Linked DNA regions of Mus musculus: regions 1, 2, 3, 4 and 5 are each linked to region 6. A link is a contact called in public promoter capture Hi-C data. All regions are on one chromosome and are shown on one strand. Each heading gives the region's core, a stretch centred on a gene start, on an enhancer-like site or on the middle of the called end of the contact. The rest is flanking DNA. Distances are from core to core; before and after follow the strand shown.

Region 1 (2,700 bases), core at 124-2,623, 690 kb after region 6:
TAATCAAAGTTGCTGACAGCCTGTAGCTGGGTAGAAGAGAGGTAGGCAGGACAAAGGTTCCTGAGCTTGGGGCGGGGGGGGGGGGGGTCTCAGGTAGGGACTATAAGGGAGACCAAGGAGAGGAGGAAGAAGGAAGTCTTACCATGGGCTAATATGGACCATGAGCATGTGGCTATGAGGGCTAGCCCGATGAAGCAAGAACAGTGCAAATGAAGCATATGGCAAGCAATATATTGGGATTCAAGGCATGAACAGACAAAATAGCTTAGAGGGTTGATATCTGCCCAGCTCCGGTGCTTTAAGGCTTATTATCATTCTAAAGGTCTCTGTGTTCTTTATTTGGGTAATAGCTGGTTAAAAAGTAACTGTTGGTGTATTAATTTCAAGCATTAGTTATTAACTGTTTAAGTCACATTACACCAGGACCTCCACCGGGGCAGAGGGGGAAGCGTGCTAGAGTTCTGGGCATAACCTTCAGTTCTGGTTCTCCTCTGAGGGGCAGGAAAAGAAAGGACTAAGAGGCTCCCTGGGTTTGGAGCCCGTCATTGGAGGGGTCTCGTCTCATCTTGACTGGAAGTTGCTGCCTGGCTCTCAAAAAGACAGAACAGAATGGTTTCTTTGTGTCCAGCCCTCACTGAAGGCTGCTGCCTCCTGGCTGTACAACCTTCTGCCTCCTTTTGCATCCACCCCTTCTCTTCACTTTCCACCTACTATCAAGCAGGTAACTCCTACTAACGACCATGGGGTATATGTGATCATTGACCAGTTGGGCTTTAAGAATCCATGTTTGTACTCACACATATGTGTATGCATGTACACGTGCATACATGTATGCACACATACACCTACCATCACAGGGACACATGCATCTTTAGCCCTCCATGCACATACATATGAGTGCACACATGTAGCTATGGCTGTATGCACACATCAGGAGCTTGTGTCATGAGAACCCGAGACAACCTCAGACTAGTGCTATTTTAATAGCAGAGGCTTGGCCTAAGGATAATTGCATGTCACTCTCCAGAAGAGAGATGGGAAGTGAATGTCCAGGAGCTAGGATGGGCGAATGTGGAAAGACGGACATGACTGGTTTCTCAGAGTATCAAATCCCAAACACCAAGACCTGACCTCCTCAGTGAAGTGCACCCTGTGTGTTGCATCAGTCTGTTTTTCTGGGCTTCCATCTGTGTGGAAGGAACAGGAAGAAGTCAGAGGTGACAAAGAGCCTTTTCAGCAGTTTAGCACAAATGCTAAACACCCAATGCTTGCTTAACTCCTTCAGGAAGTTGCTTTTGGATGCTCTTAGCTGAAGGCTACCGAGCAAGCAACTCCTCACTCCTCCCCCCAAGCACAGGGCATGGGAGGAGCTTTCCTAACTAGCTGGCCTACTGCTGGCCTAGCTGACAAAACTCAAGAATGCTCTTGTCTGCTCACATGCTTGGTCAGCACCGCCCTCTACCGTCCAGAGCAAGCTTTTCATCCTTGCCACTGAACACCTGGTTTAGAAAACTGACATGTGTTGCTACTGCCGCTGCTGCAGGTGCCCCAGGGGCTTTCTGATTCACACAACTTCCAGGAGATGCTGAGAACGACTGACCTGAGACAGCAGAATAGCCCACCTCTGAACAAAATGCTTTTCTGTCTCATCACTGTCTGGCTTTCAGAAAGCCAACCCAGTCAGCCTGGCTGGCTTGCAGAGGAGGGTGACTTTGCTTCTATGCCTCCCCCTTGTCAGGGCTGCCTCCTGGGGGTGTTCCCTAGGCTCTGGGGGGGGGGTCCTGTCTTGTCTTCTTCTTCCTCTGTATCTGTCCACTGTCACCTGCCTACTTCTACCCATGCTTTCATGGTTTTGAAGCTCAAGCCTTGGGCTTCTGGGACTGGGTCCCCTCTTAAAGCAAGAACAGTAATGCAAGCATCTTGCCTGGCCTAGGCCATGTCCAGTCATGGTGGACAGGGGACATCAGCTTCATTAGCTGTGACCAGACATGTGACTCTGATGGCAGAAGGTAAATGAAGACTGGAAAAGAACAACGGTGAAAGATTTAAAAGCCCCCAACCATCCGCAACAAGGCTCCTCAGTCAGCTCTGCCCATCCAAATCTACAAAGCTGCTGGGTGCCCAGCCAGGGCACTGTTACTGTAGATAGGGTGGCTTGGACGTGCTATAGAAGTAGTTCATCAATAGGGAGGAGTTAGTGACAGGGAGATTTAGGAAGGTTGACAGTGAAGCTTAAGTTACACCCTCAAGAACAGCCTCACTCACAGGAATCCAGCGGCCTCAGAGCCCTTGCTGAGCACAGGCCTGTGTACACAACCACATACTGAGAAGGAACAAAGAGGGATAGGGGCAGAGAAGGAGGCAGGATCCAGAGAGGAAGTAGTTTTCCCTAGGATCCAAAGGGGGAAGATTCCAGAATAGTGTCCAGGACTCTGAATAGTTGGCTTGTTTTTCTATTTCCGTGACTTCTTGGCTAGGCAGCCTGAATTGGCAGGTGTGAGGCCATATTGGGAGAGATAAGCCTAGGGGTAGAGATCTGGTTTGCACAGGTGCTAAGAAGGTTAGGCTAGCTAGCATTGTCTTCTTCTGGCAAGAGCCTGGCACCTGAGAAGCCTGCTCAGCACCCTCTATACCTTGAACACAGCAGCAGCCAGGGCCTACCTAGCCCCGTGCATCTGGCTCTACTCTCATTTCCCAATC
Region 2 (2,700 bases), core at 158-2,657, 860 kb before region 6:
ATATAATATATACATCTAATACATACATACAACATATTATACATATGTACTATGTATGTATATGTGAGAATAATGTATGCATACATGTAAAATAGATAGGCCTACTGATACTGTTGCTTATGCTACTGAAAATGTGAAGGGAAACACTGTTTGGAACAAGAGTAAAAGTCTCCTGGTTCTGCTTGACAACTCTTTAGTATTTATACCATTCAGTGGTACAAGATCATCTGATAAGTGGCAAAGAATCTACAGATTCTTATAAGAAATGTAAAGCCTTCCCTCCTTTTTTGGTGGGATATAAAAACTTGCACAGTTGTATAGCACCAGTCACAAACTCCTCACCACTCATAAAACTAGCACAGACAGTTAAAGTTCAGAAGAGAGCCAACTTCATCAGCTAAAGCAAGGAGGCTCATGTAAACCAGACTGGTGTGAAGTGAAAGAAGGCTTGGGGAGAGATTATTCAGTCAGTGTAGGAGGACATTGCATCCATCAGAATCACAGTGGATAGCTGAGGATCAAGAAGAGAGCCAGCTACTGGGCCGCAGTCACTGTGCCCACTCTCCTCTGCTGGCATCCTTCATATGATGGATGAAGTAAGAAACTTGCACCGTGCTCTGAGACCAGCAACGCTTGCTGCCTACAAAAAGCTTCAAAGGACATGATTGTTCTATTCAGAGTTCAAGGACTTTAAACAGCAAAGATCAAGAAATTAACCTTCAGGCTGAGATTTTAGAGAAGGAGACTCAGAATCCTCCTTCGGAGCTGCTCCCTAGCTGAGATTATAGTCACAGCCTCGTAAGGCACTTCTCTCATGAAGATGTGATTCCCACAGGACTGTAATGGAGCTGACAAGTTGCTCATCCTACAGATATGGTAGCCATCACAATTCAAGTACAACCCAGCTCTCACGGGTGTGGTAATGCTAGTATGGAGCCCAGTGTGCTTATAAGCGCACTCTGTTGTCTGCATTCTTGAAGAGAAGTGGCTTACGCCAGTCCTGTACTCATAATCTTCATGTTAGCATGTACACCTCCCTAGTTAGAAGCAAGCTATGGAACAATGTGCAGTGTTGTGACACTTCTGTGTCCTCAGGCTTGTGTCCTCTCAGCCCTGTCAGGAGGTCTCTAAGTTCCCTCTGAGGTGATAACAGACCCTTCCCCCCGCCCCCCATGTGGTACACTTCTCAGTACGTGTTACCGAGAAATGATATGGCTGCCCAGCACCGTGAAGCATTCAGGAGACCACTGAAGAGAGCTTGTCTCCGCCATGAGACAGGAGGCAAGGACTGTAAAGATTGTAGATCAGAAACGGATGCCAAAATGGGAGAAAAACCAAGCCACAGACTGCAGCCCTCAAATAGCTGGAGCCACAAGCTCAGCTCTGGAAAATCTGATTGGCCCTGTAGGACAAAACAGGGGGAGCTGTCAGTTCTCAAGAGCCAGTTGTTAAGTTTCACAAATTTTGCCAGCCAGTTGTTAAACTTGGCTATTTTTAAAGACTAAATTATGCACATTTATTTAATTTTTTTCCCCCAGAAACACAGTCTGTCTCAGGCCCAGGCTGGCCTAAACTTAGACAAGTGTAACTTCCTCAGCCTTCTGAGTGCTGAGATTACTGTAAAATTATATTAAAGTCATTACATTGTATTAAAAACAAAGGCATTAAATACCTAACTAGATCAGACATAGGTGGCTGCTTCTGACTGTAGCAAAACTCCATGACACAAGAGCACACGGAATCTGGAAGCAATTTGCTTGGTGAGAGGGGTTTCAGCCCTGGGTATTTGTTGTGCCCTCCTTGCACAGTGAACGCACGCACACCCCTGTGCTTGCACAATGTGCATGAGGAGACAGCAGAGCTGGGCTTTCCTAGAGTCGAGTACTTTGTGCTAAAACATGATGGTGGTGTTTCAATGACCTTTCCCCTGTTGCCCTTTGACCTCTGACCCTTTGTTTTTTAGCTGGCTGTTAGTTAAAAGTAGGAAGGAGAGAGCCTAGAGGAATTTTTAAGTGGGAAATAAGTAAGAATTGCACATAACAAAGCTTCCAGATACAGATGTGCTCCAGAACTGTGAGGGGGAGCCTGTGCATTGCTACTGAGGCAGATAGGAACTGTTTCCCTTGGAAATGAAAGTACAGCTGCCCTCTAAAAAAGAAAAACCGTGAAGGCTGAAGTTCCAACTACAAAATACACTGGAACTAACACACAGCAGATGTGTTGAAGGTGAGTGTTTTTCTTGAAGACAGCATCTCACTGTGTAGCTCTGACTGATCCGGAACTCACTCTATAGACTAGGCCACACTAGATGGAACTCAGTGTACCGTCATACCCAACATGGCCTGTATTCTTTTACTGTTCTCATTTACTGATAAAAAGCTTCTTTTTTTTTTTAATGTGTGTTGAAGATACTCAGCTTTTATTAAGTACTTTGAATTACTTTTTCAGTTTTCTACTCATATTCTTGTGTATTGTAGCTTTTGCCAGAGAGGTTAAAAAAAGAAGAAGAACAATTAATGGATAGACCTAGAGCTAGAGCTGTATGATAGAGCCTTGTCTAGGATGCATAGGAAAGGAGAGAGTGAGAGGAGACAGGGAAAGGCAAGAAAGAAAGGCCCTCCCCTCCCCTCCCCTTCCCTCCCCTCCTCTAGAGAACCATAACTCGCACTGTGAACAGCTCCAGATATATTGCTACTGCTC
Region 3 (2,783 bases), core at 246-2,745, 890 kb before region 6:
CATATTTCAGAATCAAATACGACTCGTTTCTTATCATAATCCATTAAAATACCATTTCAGCTTCGAGCATTTAGGGAAGAGGCAGAGGTCACTGCACAGTGTCTTGCTGCTCAGTAAACCTTTGAGGGTGCTGCAGTGCCTCGCCTGCTTCCTCACTAGAGGGCGCTATAGTGTCTTACCTCATGGTTTCCATTGTTTTCCCTGGCAGGTTCCACTAGGCTTCTCAGCTCCACTAGAGGACCTCCCTCCTGTGCCCCACATGGCGTGCTGTACTCTGGAGAACCTGTACCTTCTGATGGGAAGGGAGCTGGAAGATCTGGAAGAAGTCCCCCCAGGAAACGTGCTGGGTAGGGCGCTGCTGGGTACTCTGCTCACTCCAGCCTTAAAGGCTGTCCAACATGGCGTGGGGTGCTTAGTGACATTTTTAAAGAGAATGACCTGCCTTTTTTCATAGTTATTTTTTTTTTCTGGAGTCTTTAACTTAGTATAATTGAGTCACCACCTTGTGAGTCAGTAACATGGAGATCTAGTTCAAACCTGTAGGTGCTGTTTAAGTAAACTGTGACGCCTATCTTAAGTGGGGGTTCCATTTGTTTAGAAGCAAAAAAAAAAAAAAAAAAGCTTACTCATATAAAGTCAGTGTAGGTGACCAAATGCTTCTTGTTCTACAGGTTTGATTCTAATTTTTGGAAACTGTTTTGACATGAAGGACTGTTTAAACTTATTTCTTTTCTCCTCATCCCACCCCAAATGCTTCTTCCTATTGAGAATTGCTTCTCTAACAGTAATTGATAGATACTAATTGTCCTGTCAATGTTGTGCCTTTTCCCTTGCCTGATTCCTGCCCCTTAGTGCTGCTCTTGAGACAAGTTCTTCATCAGAACCGGGACATGGAGTGCTCTGTCCCATTGTGTCTTTCAGTTCTGAGCCATGGCATCCTTGTCAGCTGTAAAGCTGTTCATTCAATAACTGCTTAGATGAAAAAGTCTCATTAAATAAAGAATATTGGTCTAGAATAGCTACTGGTTTGCCTGAATTTTGTGGGCCCTGATCCAAGAAATTTGCCAAAACATTTTGTCATGCTTCTGCTGAGATATATTTTTAAAGTTTATAATTATTTTGACATGGAATTAGTAGAATTCCTACCTTCCCTATTCCCTATTTTGTTTCTATTTCTTTGGAAAATGCCACTAAACTTCTGATTTAGCTGGCGATTGATCTGGCTTTGTGAGTAGCCATAGCCAACTTCATTAGAACTGCAGGAGTACGGGAACACCCTGTCTCTGCTCCTACGCCCTCCTTGGGGTTACTATGGCTTGGACCCCTTTGTGTCTTAAATGGCCCTGTAACCTAGAGTTGCTCAGCATATGTCCAGGGAAAGAAAGCCGCTCTGTGGTGTGGACAGCATGGGCGACCTTTTTGAGGCTGCCTTGCCTAAGGCTCGGTGTGTTGTCTTCTCCAGTACAGCTGGTAGGAGCATGGCAGGCAGTGGTTTGTGGTTTTCTTCTGGGTTTCTAGATACTGTCCAAGTCTGTGGTTACATGTCCTTAGAAGGTCTGAAACCATCTCTTTTTCATCCATCTCTCAAGGGAGCCATGGTTCTGCCCTCTGCTATGGGAAGAACTACTCTGAGGTAGAACATTTCATGTCTTCATGAGGAAAATAGACATATACCTCCCTCTTCTAAAGCTTGTGGAGGTGGAAGGCGGGTAAAAGTGAGTTAACATTGTTTGTCATTTACCTATGTATGATTCTGCCGAAGGGACACGTTACTTTAAGGCAGAATACATGGAGTGGGAATGCCAGGTATATCCCTGTATGCCTTAGGGTTGTATTTAGCTGCTTAGATCTCAGTCCACAGTCCTTGACTATTTGGCTCTGGTTCTGTGGTGAGACAGAGCATCATGGTGGCAGGAGCATGCGGTGTGAAGTTAGGGCAGCCTGAGAGTAGAGCAGAGTGCCTTACAGATGGGAAGAAGCATAAGTCACGACAGGAAGGTAGAACTCCATGGTCACTACCATAGGGGCCCATCTCCAACCAGGCCCCACCTTCCAGAATTCTACTTCCCAATAGTGAACTGGTCATTGGGTCAGAACCCTCATGATGTGAGAGTCTCTGGAAATTCAGCCCAGGGTATGCTTTATTAAACCTCCAAGACATTTCGAGAGCCACTTAAACAGATCGACCATCCAGCCTGCTAGCAAGGTTTATTTTTTTATTTGTGTATAAAAGGACCTTGCTGGTGACATGTGTATGTAGTCTTGTTTCTTTAATCTGTCATATGCCCTGGTAACTACAAGGGAGGCCAGGATTGAGTGTAGGGATATTTGGGCTATGAATGGTTTTCAGAGGTTGGACTTACAGGGCCAGCCAAACCATCCCCACCCCTCATCTCTTGTTGCCTAACAATTCCTGAGTCCCCTTTGTTAAAGTTATGTTTCTTCACCTATCATCCCCCAAAGGGTCTATGAGTGTAACGCTGGAGGAATTAAAGCCAGGCTAGCCTCTTTGATTTTCCCTCTAAATTGAGGCAGACAGTAATTGTTTCCAAATATCACTGAGGTCCCTGGGTAACCAGCAAGAACAAAGGCACCACGATTCTGCCCATAGTCCCACAAACTAGTTAGATTGGCTTCTAGCCAGGCATGCAACCTTGCTGGGCCTAAAGATTTTCAGATGATTAGAACTAACTGCCACAGTTACTAACATTACTGACAATTCTGTTTCTTGTAGTAGAAACAGAACAGCTCTACTTGTTTTCCAAGATTGTTATCTATGATTC
Region 4 (2,700 bases), core at 26-2,525, 810 kb before region 6:
AATGCCATTCATTGTCAATTGCTTGGTTTCTGAGCTCAAATGGTCTCTTAACACCATTTTGGTCATCGTATTAAAAATAGTGACTGAAGCATTTAAATAGTTATAGGAATCCAGTCACACTTTTCTCATTGGATTTCATGCCCAGAGATAATTCTGCTTGTAATTCCAGAGGCCATACCTCTCACACTGCATGGTGGGGGTTGTCACTGGGGGGCACATTTTGGACTCTTGTTATCTTTTATATGCATTTTTTTCTAATTTTGTCCTTTTAATTAGCAGTTAAATATTCATGGTATCATTACTAAGCATGCAAATTGTTGTGGCTTTGGGTCAAGTTGTGATCGGTGGGTGAACTTAAGGAGTTTTGGTTTTGTAGGCCGAGTCTATGCCGTGCTGTCAAAGCGAGAAGGTCGAGTGCTTCAGGAAGAGATGAAGGAAGGGACGGACATGTTCATCATCAAGGCTGTGCTGCCTGTAGCGGAAAGCTTTGGCTTTGCGGATGAGATCAGGAAGAGGACCAGCGGACTGGCCAGCCCACAGCTGGTGTTCAGCCACTGGGAGGTGAGATGCAGCCCCACCTTCCCGAGAGCCAGGCAGAGGCTACGTGAAGCTGGCTGTTACTGGCATGGGGCCCAGGCAAGGGGCCTGTGAAAGCCAGCTCACAGCACCAACCCAACGAGCACTCTGTCTATAACGTAAATCGGAGTTACAGGGCATTTAGTCCATTCTTCTCTTGCTGCAGACATACGTTAAGTTAAAGAAAAATGACAGCACTTTTGAATGTGAAACTCGAACGCTTTTCCCTTGGGGGTAGGAGGATGGGGAGAGATTCTTCCAGCATCAAGGGGAGAACTCTTGAAGGGAGATCTGCAGTTTGTCTTTATAAGCTCCTGCTCACCACAGCCTTTCCTTGACCACAGCATGGAGTCAAGCACACAGCAAATTTTTGTGCAGTCACAAAAGGACACTCAGTAGGTGCACTGCAGGGAAGAGAAGGGTGTTGTTAGTACCGTGTTCTGAGTGTGTGGGAGGCATGGGGTAGGCCTTCCTTAAAGGAGACTTAGCCATTAACTAGCAGCGAGAACACTCGGCCAGGAAAACTGAGGAAGGAAAAGCCTAAAGCCCAAGAGAGGCTGTCTCAAAACAGCAGTGCTTTCTTGTTTGTAGGAAACCTCGGTAATTCTAGCTCCCTCCTTCCGCGATAGAGTGTAGCCTGGGAGTGTTACTGTCTGCTGGGCTGGTGGTTACGTGCTGTCTCTGCTGCTTACTGGGACAGTGCAGAGACTTCACTTCTGGGATAATTTATGTGGAGCCACCACCTCGAGCCCTGTGTTGTAGGCTTTGCTGCTGGCCAGGGCTCCTTTCTATGTCTGCACTTCTCTCACTTCCTGCAGCTTGATGGCGTTCTTTCTCTAGAATTCTTTAAACACAGAGCTTACATTTACACGATTAGTGAAAAATGGAAATAATTGAGGCAGACCTTTCTCTTTAAACTGTGATCAGCAAAGTAAGAAGTAAGACTTTGAACAGGCACATCTGCTTTAATTCAGTAGTCCCTGTCACCTGGATAGGTGTATGCAGTTTCCAGCCCAGAGCGCTGGGTGTCTGCTTTCCCCATGAAAGTCCAGTCCATGATGCTTGATAGAACCAAACAGTGCTCACACTTAGCTGCATCTCTTTAGTTAGCATGTTTTACAGTCACTCAAGATTTCTCTTGACTTTTACACTTTTGAATGCTAAATGATGTTCTGATGAGTTCCTTCATTGCCTTTTTACCAAGTAGCCTTCATCTTTGTTTCTCATTGTGTCGAAAACATCTAGGGCACTGTTAACCTTCAGCTTATAGTTAACCATTTCCTGTTTATCCAAAATTCTAGCCTTTGAGCTTGGGTTTGGTTTCTTACATCAAACACGAAGCAGTAAAAGAAAGAAGTAGATTTTAAGTGGCAGTGCCTGGAGGGCAGGAGCTCTGCTGGGGTCCTGGGGTCCTAGTGGCCGGTATGTGGTGACTGGGCTGTGCACCTAGACACTGTCTGTGACTGAGTGAGACGATTCTGCTTCTGGGTAGTGACCTTGAGAGGTGCTGCCCCGGTCTCAGTGGTGCTGCCCTTGCTGAGCGCAGCTGTCAGAACTCAGCCTTCTGACATCATAGATGACAGTCATCCAGCTCACAAGGCTGGCCTTGGTCAACACTGGCACAGGAAAGTGGGTTATAGTGTCTCTGATCTAACAGAGGGTATTGGGTACATAAGGCCTGGGACTTTCTATAAACAGAGCCTTAAGTAAGCCTTCAGAGCTGTTACACTGTCATTGTCATTGGATGAGCAATCTATCATATATTTTATTTTCATTTTAAAAGCTCATGAAAGGACCAAGGTATGAATAAGTTTCTCAGGTTGGCTATGCAGCCACAGCTGGTTTTGGATCCCCGACCCTTCCGCCTTCCCTCCTCAGCTAATAAGGTTATATGTTTACACCACCAGGCCTGACCAGAAAAAAAATATATACTGAGTCTTCCTTTGAAACTTATTTTATTGAGTCTCTTTAAATTTGTATGAATGGGTCTAGAAAGAAGGCTCAGGGGGTGAAAACATGGCTCTGCAAACATGAGAACTTGAGTTCAGATCGCTAGCACCCATGTGAAAAAGCAAGTATGGCTGCAGATGTCTACAGTCCCGGCACTGGGAGGATAAGACAGGC
Region 5 (2,768 bases), core at 90-2,589, 840 kb before region 6:
TAGTGAGGCTTATGAGTCAGTCATAGAATCTTTGGGATTTAAGTGTTCCATCTTGTTGGGGGGTTTTGGTTTTTTGCTTTTGTTTTGTTTTTTGTTTTTTTCTGTTTCATCAGCTAATAGCCTCACTGCTGCTTGCTGAATGGGCCCTCCTGTCTGCCACCTTGGACTTATGATCCACATGCTGTACTTGTTGGTCTCTGTCTGGCTCTTATTCGTTCCCACTGATCTTGCATCTATCTAACCATCGCAGCTATACTTCTGTGTCCCCAGAGCTGTGCCACTTTCTCATGGAAAGGGTCATGAGCTGACCCTTCCTAGTCCTCTTTAATCTGAGCCTCGTGAACAGAAGCAGCTCACAGTTGGAGGCGCCCTTCTCTGGTTCCACCTATTCATTCAGCTTTTCCCTGGCTTTCTGTTTCTTTGATTATTTTGGTCAGGTTCGTTTTTGAACCTGAGATGGAGTTGCCATTTTATCCAGAAGGAACTCATTTCCTCTTTCCTGTCAGAAATATTTGGGTTTTCAAGACAGAAGGAGTCGGAGTATGCTTTCCTGTCTCAAACAGCCCTATGTCTCTTCTCCTTCCTCCTTTTCCCTCCTCTCTTCTCTCCTCCCTTCCCCTCCTCTCTCTTTCCCTCCCTGCTTCTTCCCTTCTAGCCTTAAGTTTTGTCTTTAGACAAATGAACAGCATTATTTTAATCTACTCTAAGCATTTTATGCTTCTTGTGCTGACCTTTGTACATGTCTCCATTTATTTAAATTGTTCCATTTGAAACTCATTTTGAAGACTTATCTGCAATGTATAACCTGTACAATGTAAGCTAGGTCAGTGGGACAAGGTACAGAGCCCATAAAAGGATGGGGTTGTGAATACAAATATGTTATTCTTTGTAGCTCATTCTTTAGTGTATACATGTGATTGATTTATACAGTTCATTTCATACACCAAATATAAGTTCAAAATCTAATGAACATGTCTATTAGCACAACAGCTGCTGCTGTGACCTTTCTAATTATCACTGCTTCATTTATTGCACAAGGTTAGAGCTGTAATTAGTTTCAAATCCCCTGATTCCACATCAAACATAACAAGCACACATGTGGACTAGAGAAAAGAACTGAGAGCATTTGCAAGATCCCAGAGAAGGGGAACGCAGGGTGAAATGTCTCTTCAGTCCTGTTTTCGGCTCCGCACTGGGTCCGTCCGTCCGTCAGTGAGGGCCTTGTGCTCTCCCTTGGGTCTACAATGGCACCGTTTCAGCTCTCCGGCACGCCTCCCACGCGCTCTGCATGGCTGTCTCCTTAGCCCTCTGTTTCAGTTTCTCAAGGAAGCCTGGAACCTTTTGAATTCTCTTTTCTGTAAGCAGAATGAGCTTGCCCTGCTATAACACTGGTCACAGTATACTGTAATTCCTTGTTTCTCTGCATTTGTTCTGTCGTTCTTAAGCTCTGTGGGGACAGGAAGTGCTCACGTTCATTCAGCCCTTGGAGAACCATTATGCAGTGCCTGTTGTGGAGCCCTGCCCTTCAAACTCCTATCATTTACGAGTCAGTTCTTTAAACACAACTTTCCAAACTTTAAAACTTAGACACCAAATATGAAAACTTCAAAAACAAATTATAGAAAAAATATTTAGAGGGGGAAAAAAAGGTAGATCCAAATGTTCATTACACAATGAATAATATAAATAAATAGTAATAAGAAATCACACACCTCAAGAAGAGCTTGGATTGGTGATGCTCCCCTTGCCTGCCCACAGCAGAATCTGAATTTCAACCTTGTTTTTTCCTTTCTGCTTAACAGCCTCTAACAAACCACCACAGGGACAGCCCCGCCTCAGTCCCAATCCAGCTAGTCTGCCCATCCACAGCCTGCACACGGGAGACTAGAGTCCATGCCGTGAAGTTACCACGGAACAGCTAGCTCCACCTGGGTCCCTAATCCTAAGCTGTAGTCTACCGTGCTCAAAGCCTTCACATTAGAGAGCAGAGTCCGTGCTGTGAGGGTCAGCCCTGTGCTCACCTGTCTGCAGGACCTTGAGCCAGGCGCTCTCCCACATCACACTGCTCTGAGCCTTGGGGACTGTTAGGACTAGAGCTTCTCTCTGTTATGACTCGGTCCAGAATCCCCTCCCTCACCTTGCACAACCAGCTGTCTAGTTGTCCACAGCTATTTCTGATCGAGCAGAAAGCACCGCCCCAAGTGTCTCACTGGCAGATGTACTTCCCGCTTTGCTGGGCTGCTTTGTCCTGGCGGAGCACTGAGACAACGGGAAGGCTGCTTTCTTCTCGTCCTGCCTTTGCCGTGTACTAGGCAGCTCTCGGGTGCTGACCGCTCTGTGTGCTTCTTGTTTCAGTCCTCATCTCTCGGGCCTGTTTGTATCAGCCAAACCTCTTGACTGCGTTGTGGACATAAATTGAGACGTTAGGTGATATGGTTTTAACTCTCTTACCTCAATAGGTAATTTGCTCCCCATTCTTAAATACAACAACATTAAAAATGTATAATTCTTTAAGGTGTTAGTTTTTTTCATTAGTCTCTTCTGAGGAAAGGGCTTCCAGTTCTTAATATAACCTGCTTAAAACCTATTTTTAGTTTAGTTGTTCCTATGAGAAGAGGAAAAAATGACATTATGATTTTCTCTGGGGCCAACCCTAACATCAAGAAGCTGACAGTCTGTTGATTTCATGGGCCTGCTTAGTATATCTAACAGGCCAGCCAGTCTTGTGAACACCTTAGCTAGCCTATACCCATCAACCTTGGCACTGC
Region 6 (2,909 bases), core at 165-2,664:
GGAGTTATTGCTATAATAAATTAAAAGAAAAATAAATGAAAAATAAATGAACAAATGAATGAGACCCTCTCCCATTCCCACACTTTGTGGTTGTCTGTGCCTTCCTTCTGCTCTGTTGTCTGGGGCACTGCCCTGACCTCTGCTCATGTAGAGTTCTTAATGTGGGCAAGACAGAGTGTTCAGCAGAGCTGAGCCATGCTTTCTAGCACTGCATTAGCCTGCTCAGCTACACACAAGTGTGTTAACTCCCTGCAAGCAGCCAGGGCTCTGGGTGTTCACTAGCAAACAGGTTTGTAATTCCCAAGTGCACCAAAGGCCTTGGCCGGGGATAAGATGTTTGGCTAAAAAGCCAGTGTACAGCTAACAAAGGAAACATGCAGGCGATAAGGGAATGGGCCCCATTTGGCCTTTGTATGGGCAAGATGCCACATTTTCTAAAGCTATACATTTTTTGACCTCCAACATACATGGATTTCCAGAGTCTTGTTTTCTAAGCATTTCTGAGAGAGAGAGAGAGAGAGAGAGAGAGAGAGAGAGAGAGAGAGAGAGAGAGAGAGAGAGAGAGAGAGAGAAACGAGAACCATGTATAGAGGATAGAAGAGGTTCCCTGGAGCTTGAGTTAGAGGTGGTTAGTGGGCTGAACTTAGGTCCTCTGCAAGAGTAGCAAATTCTTTTAATTTATGGGACATTTCTCCAGCCCTGAGATGAAAATAAAATAATATGAAATAAATAAAAATCTTAATTTTTCTCAAACTCAGCTTTATGGGTCATTATGCATACTGATATGTCCATACTTAATACATGTAAGACTAGAACTAAAGTAATCCCGTTTTTTGTTACTAGAACATGGAAGTCTTGAAGGTTGAAACATCATTATTTCTAGAGTTTACTGGTTTCTAAGCATTTGTTAGGTAGCAGGTAGGTAGGTAGCAGGGAAAACATGGGTGGTACTGAGACAACTGTGGCAACATGTAAATGGTTAATGCTTGAAAGTAGCCAGAGGTTCATGGTACTGTGATGTCAACATTTCTGTAAGCTTGACATCTTTCAAAGTACAAAATCAAAAAGATGTAGAGGGAGAAAAGAATAGAGTGCTATTGTCTGTGCCTGGATAGGCAGTGCACTTGCTGTCTCTAAGTCTCTTCTGGAGAGACCCACCACACCCTGCCTCCTATGCTCCTAAAGTGTTTAGCAACTGCCAGCTGTAGTCAGATGTAGAGGAGTTTGCAAGTCTTTGAGCCCTGTCTGGGCACAAGAGATTACTGATGGACTTTAGGAAGAACCAAGACAGCCCTAGGCTACTGGGCCACGCCTCCAACTGTCCCGATCTTAGCCAATCAATGTGAACACACCCACCTCACTGTTACATATGTATGACCCTGGCTGCCCTCCTGGTTTTTCTGCCCTGAGCACCAGATGCAGGCAGACATTTGCTCCTGTTTCTGAAGGAGGAGAGCAGGTCAACTCTGCAGGCCTCTTTCAGACAGCTCATTTGGAACAGAACCCTGCCTGCAAAATCAAGGCTTTCCAATTCCCTGGCTATCCCTAGGGACCATTGGCTACAGACCAGGCCTCATGAAAACCTCAAAGGCATCCCAGCGCTACAGAAGCATTCGGAGAAACGCCAGCCAGTGTTATCTCTACCAGGACTCCCTGCTTCTTGGGTGAGTGCCTTGCTGGGTTCTCCAGTGCAGAAACTTACTTCTCTGGGGTCATGAGGAACTGGGGTGGCGACCACAGCAATGCTCAGAGAGGAAGACAGTTGCAAGCTCCCAGCTCCAAAGCCTGTATCCTGCACTTATTTTGTTGCCTGCCAATTCCACACATGGGCTTCATCTGCTTCTCCCTGCTTCCTCAATTGCTAGCGTCGGAAGAGAGCAGACAAGCCATCTGCTGCCTCTGATAAATCAGGTGTCTGCTGGAAAACGCTTCTGAGCACGGGGATGTGGGCGGGGATGAGAACTGAACGTCTTAGGTGTGTTTCGGGAAGATTTTCTGTTAAATACTGAAACCTCCTCTAACTCTAGAGAAATTTTCCTTTGAGGAAATAAAAGACTTCCTGATCAAAATGAGAGGAAATGTGTTCTTTTGCAAAAGCCATAGGTTACTCATCTCCTTAAAAAAATATTGAGTTACATATTTAGAATTACTATGGAAGAAAGTCCCTGTTAAATGTTGAAAAATTGTTCTACACAGTAGCTATGCCCTAAGGAGTTTGCCCAATGCAGTCATTTAACGCATTTTGTTGTTGTTGTTGTTGTTGTTGTTGTTTGTAAAAACCACTGCCTGCCTCACCTCTTATCTTGTGTTTAAAATGAACACAACAGAGAGGCATCTCCAGGCAACACAGGCCACATGTTTGTTTCTTTTACCTTTAGAGTGGGAGAAAGAGGAATTGTGTCTCCAAGCTTTGCTCCTCACCTCAGTGAGCCTATAGATGACATTGTGTCCCTTCTCAAAACTACTGTTCCTCAAAAATGGAATCAAATGTGGGAATTCCTCTTCTCCTCTCTCCTTTGCTGTCGTTTGCCATGAGAACTTATTCCTTTTCACTGACCACTGAAGTAATAGAATCTACAAATGAGTTTCTAAGGACTGCTGACATTACCAAATTCTGTCAGTCTATGGACACAAACACACACACACACACACACACACACTACAGATGACCCTGGGACAGTGAGATGCAGAAGTTACACAAGAAAGATGCCCTTTGCTGAAAGCAATTCTGTAATCAGATTTCCTCCATGATTCCCCTTTTCCACCCAGTAACTCCGATGACAGCTTTAATGCTGATGAAACGGGAGACAGCAGTGATCCGGAACAAATCTTCCAGAATATACAGTTTCAGAAAGATCTCATGGCAAATATCCGCTGCAGACCCTGGACCATGGGGCAGAAACTGCGGG

The links. Promoter capture Hi-C pulls out the DNA fragments that hold promoters and counts their contacts.
Region 1: a contact with region 6 is called in a promoter capture Hi-C map of 3T3-L1-derived adipocytes, with 3 times the contacts expected there. The contact joins the enhancer-like site here to the promoter of Tmc3 in region 6. A contact is called at or near these places in 6 of 39 promoter capture datasets (the 3T3-L1 cell line, 3T3-L1-derived adipocytes, the C10 cell line and 3 more) and 1 of 9 other capture datasets (embryonic stem cells).
Region 2: a promoter capture Hi-C map of the C10 cell line shows a contact between it and region 6, with 13 times the contacts expected there. The contact joins the enhancer-like site here to the promoter of Tmc3 in region 6. A contact is called at or near these places in 12 of 39 promoter capture datasets (the C10 cell line, HPC-7-derived erythroid cells, cranial neural crest and 7 more), 2 of 115 datasets of contacts at active chromatin or transcription factors (embryonic stem cells and pancreatic cancer cells) and 2 of 9 other capture datasets (embryonic trunk and macrophages).
Region 3: a contact with region 6 is called in a promoter capture Hi-C map of embryonic stem cells, with 7 times the contacts expected there. The contact joins the enhancer-like site here to the promoter of Tmc3 in region 6. A contact is called at or near these places in 9 of 39 promoter capture datasets (the 3T3-L1 cell line, cranial neural crest, embryonic stem cells and 6 more) and 1 of 115 datasets of contacts at active chromatin or transcription factors (embryonic stem cells).
Region 4: a contact with region 6 is called in a promoter capture Hi-C map of liver, with 5 times the contacts expected there. The contact joins the enhancer-like site here to the promoter of Tmc3 in region 6. A contact is called at or near these places in 10 of 39 promoter capture datasets (the C10 cell line, the HPC-7 cell line, cranial neural crest and 5 more), 1 of 115 datasets of contacts at active chromatin or transcription factors (embryonic stem cells) and 2 of 9 other capture datasets (adipose tissue and macrophages).
Region 5: a promoter capture Hi-C map of cranial neural crest shows a contact between it and region 6. The contact joins the enhancer-like site here to the promoter of Tmc3 in region 6. A contact is called at or near these places in 7 of 39 promoter capture datasets (the C10 cell line, cranial neural crest, embryonic stem cells and 3 more) and 1 of 115 datasets of contacts at active chromatin or transcription factors (pancreatic cancer cells).

The regions. Positions count from the first base shown.
Region 1 is chr7:84,271,193-84,273,892 of GRCm38.p6, forward strand. All of the region lies in intron 12 of Arnt2 (aryl hydrocarbon receptor nuclear translocator 2), which reads right to left. Among named protein-coding and RNA genes, the nearest start is that of Gm26708, 40 kb to the left of the region's middle. Within about 2 kb of position 1,374, at least 80 of the 459 cell types and tissues checked have an H3K27ac peak or open chromatin away from gene starts, as enhancers often do.
Region 2 is chr7:82,721,499-82,724,198 of GRCm38.p6, forward strand. The region is part of intron 15 of Efl1 (elongation factor like GTPase 1); the gene reads left to right. Among named protein-coding and RNA genes, the nearest start is that of 4933406J10Rik, 33 kb to the right of the region's middle. Within about 2 kb of position 1,408, at least 23 of the 459 cell types and tissues checked have an H3K27ac peak or open chromatin away from gene starts, as enhancers often do.
Region 3 is chr7:82,697,671-82,700,453 of GRCm38.p6, forward strand. It overlaps Efl1 (elongation factor like GTPase 1), which reads left to right. Exons shown (of 20, transcript NM_175317.3): 15 at 209-347. Among named protein-coding and RNA genes, the nearest start is that of Efl1, 50 kb to the left of the region's middle. Within about 2 kb of position 1,496, at least 9 of the 459 cell types and tissues checked have an H3K27ac peak or open chromatin away from gene starts, as enhancers often do.
Region 4 is chr7:82,772,081-82,774,780 of GRCm38.p6, forward strand. It overlaps Efl1 (elongation factor like GTPase 1), which reads left to right. Exons shown (of 20, transcript NM_175317.3): 19 at 377-561. Among named protein-coding and RNA genes, the nearest start is that of 4933406J10Rik, 18 kb to the left of the region's middle. Within about 2 kb of position 1,276, at least 46 of the 459 cell types and tissues checked have an H3K27ac peak or open chromatin away from gene starts, as enhancers often do.
Region 5 is chr7:82,742,337-82,745,104 of GRCm38.p6, forward strand. All of the region lies in intron 15 of Efl1 (elongation factor like GTPase 1), which reads left to right. It overlaps 4933406J10Rik (RIKEN cDNA 4933406J10 gene), which reads right to left. Exons shown (of 4, transcript NR_046004.1): 3 at 2,138-2,397; 4 at 1,010-1,447. Among named protein-coding and RNA genes, the nearest start is that of 4933406J10Rik, 12 kb to the right of the region's middle. Within about 2 kb of position 1,340, at least 38 of the 459 cell types and tissues checked have an H3K27ac peak or open chromatin away from gene starts, as enhancers often do.
Region 6 is chr7:83,583,517-83,586,425 of GRCm38.p6, forward strand. It overlaps Tmc3 (transmembrane channel-like gene family 3), which reads left to right and starts at 1,415. Exons shown (of 23, transcript NM_177695.4): 1 at 1,415-1,664; 2 at 2,770-2,909. The coding sequence starts at 1,576.